Regions from separate parts of the Gossypium arboreum genome. Here region 1 is linked to region 2. A link is a contact called in public Hi-C data. All regions are on one chromosome and are shown on one strand. The core of a region is the stretch at or near the end of the contact, and the rest is flanking DNA. Distances in the headings are between cores, read along the strand shown.

Evidence for each region. Hi-C and Micro-C count contacts between places; a contact is called where the count stands out from the background.
Region 1: a contact with region 2 is called in a Hi-C map of leaf, with 1.8 times the contacts expected there. The contact joins the promoter of LOC108462953 here to the promoter of LOC108464043 in region 2. A contact is called at or near these places in 2 of 5 Hi-C or Micro-C datasets (both in leaf).

What each region holds. Positions count from the first base shown.
Region 1 is chr13:10,707,364-10,710,697 of ASM2569848v2, forward strand. LOC108462953 reads right to left here and starts at 1,273. Exons shown (of 3, transcript XM_017762871.2): 1 at 944-1,273. The coding sequence starts at 1,055. It overlaps LOC108464525 (E3 ubiquitin-protein ligase RING1-like), which reads right to left. Exons shown (of 3, transcript XR_008277457.1): 3 at 2,568-2,958.
Region 2 is chr13:10,480,993-10,484,069 of ASM2569848v2, forward strand. It overlaps LOC108464043 (transcription factor SRM1-like), which reads left to right and starts at 1,499. Exons shown (of 3, transcript XM_053024138.1): 1 at 1,499-1,708. It also overlaps the pseudogene LOC108461999.

The DNA of each region.
Region 1 (3,334 bases), core at 23-2,522, 230 kb after region 2:
ATCAATTATATATAATTTTAATTGGTATAATAACAAATAAGCCCTCAATATTTACATATTTTGTCAATTTGGTCTAGATTCTAAAAAGCTTTATCTGAAAAAAGTATAAAAATTAAAAAGAATATATAAAACTTTAGCTTCAAAAATATATAAAAGAGACAGGATATGTAAACTTTGAAGGCTAAATTTGTTGCTATACCAATCAAAATTATCTAAAATAGACAGAAAAACATTAACATTAAGTGATTTTTTTGAGAGGAACCAATTTACCCAATATCGAAATTGAGAGGGATTGGAGAGGTGTTTTTACCTAGAATGTATAATTGGCTAAATACTTCACAGGCCATTGTACTATAGATTGAAAACTAAATTACTCTATATCCTATAAAAAGGCAAATATTGAACCTGACTAAATCTAGAGTCAAGTTGGGTTGAGCTCCTAAACGAAAGACAAAACGCTACCAGCATTATTTCCTCCTTTCACAAGATTCAAACTAGAGACTTCTTGATTACGGGTACCAAGTACTCGGATCCAACAAACGTTGGTTGGTACCCTTAAATGTTAAACAATACCAACTTGTCATGTTTCAAGATAGCATGGAAAAGACTAATGCTTGGCAAGGTCTCTAGTTTGAATCATGTAAAGGGAAAACAGCATTGGAAGAATTTGCCCCTGAAATAGCATCCCGCATAGCTCGAATTCGAATTTAGTCGAGATCCTTGAAGCCAAAGAGAAAAATAGCATGGAAACGGGGGATAACCAAAATCAATATTTCTAAATACTGGAATTTAACTAATATATATAATTAGCCAACAAATCGCAACCAAACTACGAGAAATTCACTAAGAGGGCTAAATTCTCTACTGGAGTTTCAATTATATATGGTAGAGAAGCCAGTGAAGATTAAAGGAGAATAAAAGGACTAAGAGAAGAAAAAACTACTGGTTTGCTGGGAATTGGTGGGGGAATCCATTTTTGATGTTGTGGTGTCTTCTTCCATCTCCGATACTTGATTGCTACTGCAAGTGGTGGTTTTTGTCTTCTCCGTTTCCATTATTTCGTGGGTGCCCGCACTTTTTTGTTTTGCCGGAAACTGAAAAAAATTAAAAAAAAGAACCGCTTACACCGCCAAGCTCACAACGAACGACGCCAGTACTGAGGGTTTAATCTGTTGCTTAACGAGCTTGACTTGGACGGCCCATTTTTCACTTATGAATGGGCCAACACCATTGAGTCCATGCCTGTACAAAATGATTCAGTCATTCTAATCAAAATAAGGAGAGATCATAATCTCTCCTTACCACATCATTTATAGTCCCTATTAATTAAAAATAACATCATCTTTTTTTTACATCACATATATAGTTAGTAAGAAGAGATAACGTGAAAAAAAGATAAAATATTTATTTTTAATTGGTTGAGATCATAAATAATATGTTAAGAACCCTTAAAATAATTTTTCGTAAATAATTCACTTTACATTATATATATATATTTTAGCTGAGACCCTTCAATGATTCGATAATCGTATTTAACTTCGATTAAATTTAAAATTGAGCTAAATTAAATCTCTAAATAAACAAAAAAAAAAAAAAACTTACTTAAAGAATTATCCAATTCCTTATCATTTAACTTAATGCCAACCTAATATTTCCATCGTTGATCAGTCAAAATACCAATGAGTTGTTTTGAAGTTAAGGTCACGAAGGCTTTAATATTTCAAATTTAAGTCTTAGTAAATTATGTATATATTCTTTTTAGATTTATTTTAATTTAACTCACACAGACTCTATCTAAATTTATATAATATATCCTAGTTACTTAGAATTTCTCCATTCACATACATCAAAATATAATTAAACTTTGTAATAATTAATTTTAATTTTAGTGATTCAAATTGTATTTATAAATTTTTTCCAAAAATAAATACATTAGTTACATAAAAATCAGACTGAAGATATAATAGTAATACAAATAAAGAATTTCAATTTTCCAAGAAATAGTTTTTAGTACTTTTAATTTCAAAAGTAGTTAACAAAAGTATAAAAGACCATCTTACCTCGAAATTTTTAATATACAAGAAATTTATCTTAAAATATAATTATTTCGTCCCATAAATACAATTGGAAGTATTGACTAAAACTTGGATTGCATATGGAGTTTGCTCATATTTAAGCTTCGACGATGGCCAAGTTTAGTCAAACTATAATAATTAAATTATTGGAAATGCTCAATATAAATATACATGTTATAAACATAAACTAAGAAAATCAGATTTATATCATATTGATAAAAATATATCCCTTCAACATTAAATTTTCCTTTTACATCAAACAAATACTTGGTTACAAAATGTGTAAAATTAATTTACTTTTACACATTAGATAAAGAAAACTATTTGGCATATTATCACACAAGCAAGATTGACAGGGTGTCATGTAGGTATAGGATATAGTACAAAAACATTAAGAAAATGAGATAATGACAATTTAAAAAAAAAAAATTACTTGAAACTTTGTATCAATCAAATATCTCTATGTCTCAAACATATCAATAAAAATATTACTTTTAAAATATATATTTAATGATTGAAAATTATTATTCTCTACATTGAAACATATGCTACATGCATGTTGTCTTTCTACATTACTTTGGAACCTTTTGTTCATTTTCACACTCTAGTAGTTTGCAAATTTGAGCAAAAGGACCAAAGAATCTATACAACAAACAATGTATGGAAGTCTAATTGAATCCCACATGCAACAAACAAAGCGAATTCAGATATACATATAATACCAGCAAATGGCAAAAACTAATATTTTCTTAAAATGTAACCACTCTAATCTTAGTTCTCCATGTTTAATTTAAAACATACCCCGCTTTCCAGACATCCAAAGAGGTCGATCTATTACCACGTCTCATGATAGAAATGCCTGATATTTTGCAGCACTTCAAGGCTGCCAAAAATCAAATCCAAGTTAGGGTATATTCAAATTGACCATGAAAATGCATATAAAAGTAAATTTGAATGCAACTACTACTACTACACCATGCAAACATAGGTTCTATAGGGGAGGAGGGAAGCTCTGATTTGTGTATATCACAATTTTACTTGATGAATCAAGAAACAATAGGTTCTGTAAGTACAATGTTATTTCCAACTCCAACGCTTAAATAACAAAACCACACTTCTATATCACCTTTCCACCAAGCATGAAGGTCTTCATGAATAACATTTGTCTTAATAGCAGAAAAAATTTACTTTCTATAGACTGAATCCGCTAAATACACAAATTTTTTAACCAAGTACCATAGAAAACAAGTGTAGAAGGA
Region 2 (3,077 bases), core at 249-2,748:
CAACCTTGGTATCCCTGTTTCTAGTAGTTGGAACAAGGTTCTTATCAAGGAGCTTCAAAATTCCAGTGCATACTTCTGACAACTCGGCCTCGATCTTGAATATGTACTGGAGGATCACAACATCGTGGTTGGCATTGCCATGACCTTCCTCTTTCTGCTCGATGGAGGAGACGATCTTCCATGAAGCGCGACGGACGCACGGTGACGTTCTTGTATGCGACAGAGAGGAGGTTGTGTTCCTTGATAGAGAGTTCGTCGGGGTGGGGGATGGCAGAGGCGGCATTCTCTATGAACTTGACCATCTCCTCATAGCGCTCGACTTGCTCAGTGAGTTTGGCCATGTAGACGTCTTCGCCGCGTGGAGAAGGGGTGCCATGGTTATGAGTGGTGATTTGAGGGACTAACTTTGTTATTAAACCAATGAAAGAGTGCCTCCGTTGGAATTTAACCTCCGGGGTGAAAAAATTAATTTTCAAAATGTTACTAATTAAATAAATTTTTTGTAATTAAGTGATAAAAATAAAATTATTTATAATTGGATGATTATTAATGTAATTTACTTAATCAATTATTACTTCTAATGAAAAGAAAACTAGAATTTTGAAATATTTTAAAGAAAAAAGTTAAGCAAGGACATCAACCTTATGATTAGGGGTGAATTTAGGAGTTGGCACAAGTCTCCATTTCTCTAAAATAATTTTTTTATTTTAATTCTTTAAAATTTTAAATTAAAAAATTATACTTTAATTTTATAAAAATAATAAAATTTTAATTAAATTTTTAAAATTATATTTTAATATCATAAAAATTAAAATTTATTTTCGCCCTAAAATAATTTTTACTTGTCCAACTTACTAATTAAATTGTGTGTGAAAGAGTGGAAAGTGGAAACACAATAAATTGCAATAATTAAAACCATGGGCCAGGGAGCATGTGGTTTGCTAGAATCGTGAATTTTGACTTATTGCCTACGTGGCAAAAAATGGTTGGTTTGTTCTTTCATTATTACATGACAGCTTGCACATTGTATCTAGACAGTCACACTTCTAGTTTATCCCTAAATGTAATAAAAAGGCATAAACCGAAAACATCTGTTTACAATGTTGGATTCCCAAATTAAGCATCCCAAAAGGTCCACTTTACTCGGTCTTTGCCTTTTGCTTCATAAAAGGGTAATATTAAATTAAAAAAGCGTCAAATTGTAATTTTGATCCCTTTATTATACTTAAAATTGATATACTTTAATTTCACGATTTTCTACTTTTACAATTGCAACTTGATTTTATGTTGAATAGGTGTTAAAATTTTTGAACTTTTTGTTCTAAAATAAATGAAAATTTTATTATTTTTCGTTTTTGTTTAGTAATTCAATATATAAATTTTTCTTTTTATCTTTTCTTATCAAATTAAAATTTAGAGACTAAATATCAAATTTAATATTGTAGAAGGACCAAAACCATAATTTAACAAAATAAAATACCCCATTTTAAAAATATATATTTTAGATTAAAAGCTATAAAATAAGGCGAGAAACCCAGATAAAAGAAAAAAAGAGAAAAGACAAGACCAAAAGAGTAACCTTGTTGATAAAATTAAATATTGAAACTTTGTTTTGCTTTTTTTTTTCCTTCCTTAATTTCTTATTCTATCTATCCAACAAGAAGCACCGAGAAAAAGAAAAAAAAGAAAAAGAAAAAGTAAGAGAAAGGTAATGATTTTATAGTCAATGATTATGGATGCTTATAGTATTAGTATGACATCTCTCTACTGATATCTAAATTTGTTAATTTTTTTGGGATTTTTTCCTCTGAAAAAGTGGGGTTTTTTTAATATAAAATATATTTAGTTTCTCTTTGTTATGATATTGGCAGAAATTAATGGCAGATTAGAGTGTAATGTGTATGTTGAGCAACTTGGGATGAAGGGTGTAAGGCTTTTCAATCCCAGCTGTAACAATTTGTAGCAAAGTTATTGCAGGAAGTGATGGGACAATTGACCCATCCTGCAACTTCCTTTGTAGATACTTTCAGGATAACCCATCAACATCATCTATAATTTGTATGTACTAAGCCCTTCGTAAATTTGTCAAATAATTGGTTCTTTTTTTGAGATTTCTTTTTTGGGTATATTTTTTTTCCTTTTTTTGAATTTTATGCTTGTTTGTTGTTAAAATTTTACATGTACTTTAAATAATATAAACTTATTGCAGAAATATTTACACATTTTGGAAAAAAAAAAAAAAAGAAAAAGAAAAATTGGAAAGGTTGATAGTGGATGGAGTAGGATTTGGCTCCATCAAAGGTTAGATTTTTATTTGTTTGGTTGGTTCAAGTGTCAGAATCTTGATATTAGTTGTAGCTTGTCTTTCAATTTTATGGTGATTTCTACAGTGAAACAGCAAGGAATATGAGGTTAGCTTTTTTCTGCTTTAGTCCTGGAATTACTGTGTAGGAATCTTCAATGAGAAAATTAAATTATATATATATTTCTGAAGGAACCCTTGAATTGGGTTTTACTTCTTTTGGCATCGTTGAAAGTTTTTTTTTTTTAAGGAAGTTTGTTTCCTATTTTTGTTATTACCCGAAAATTCTTTTGATTATTGCTTAAAGTTTGATGATTTTTTTTTAGAAGAAAATATAAAACCGTGAAATGAAACTTAAAGTATCCTCATAAATGCAAAATGTACTTTTGGGTGCTTTAATTGATTTTTATTTTCTTGTTTCTTATATAAACTTGAAAGGGAGATCTTTTGAATTCTTTGCTAAGTGCTGTTGATTCTTCTAAGCATGTAATTAGCAAAAGAAAACAAAGAATGAGGAGCTGAAGAATTTGCTGCTATACATATATATATATATTAAGCAGTAGCAGGATAATTTTATGTGGACTCTGGGTTAAACTATATCAAGTAGCCTTTTGGATTTATTGAGTTTTTGTTGGATTTGAAAATAGCAACTTGAATTCTGAATAGCTTTCTGGGTTTTCTTCCTTGTTTGGTTGCATTGTCTCTTTAATATATATATTTCAGAGTCAGAAACCCTAACTACCTTACCATCAAGTTCACTATTCACTAATCTCTA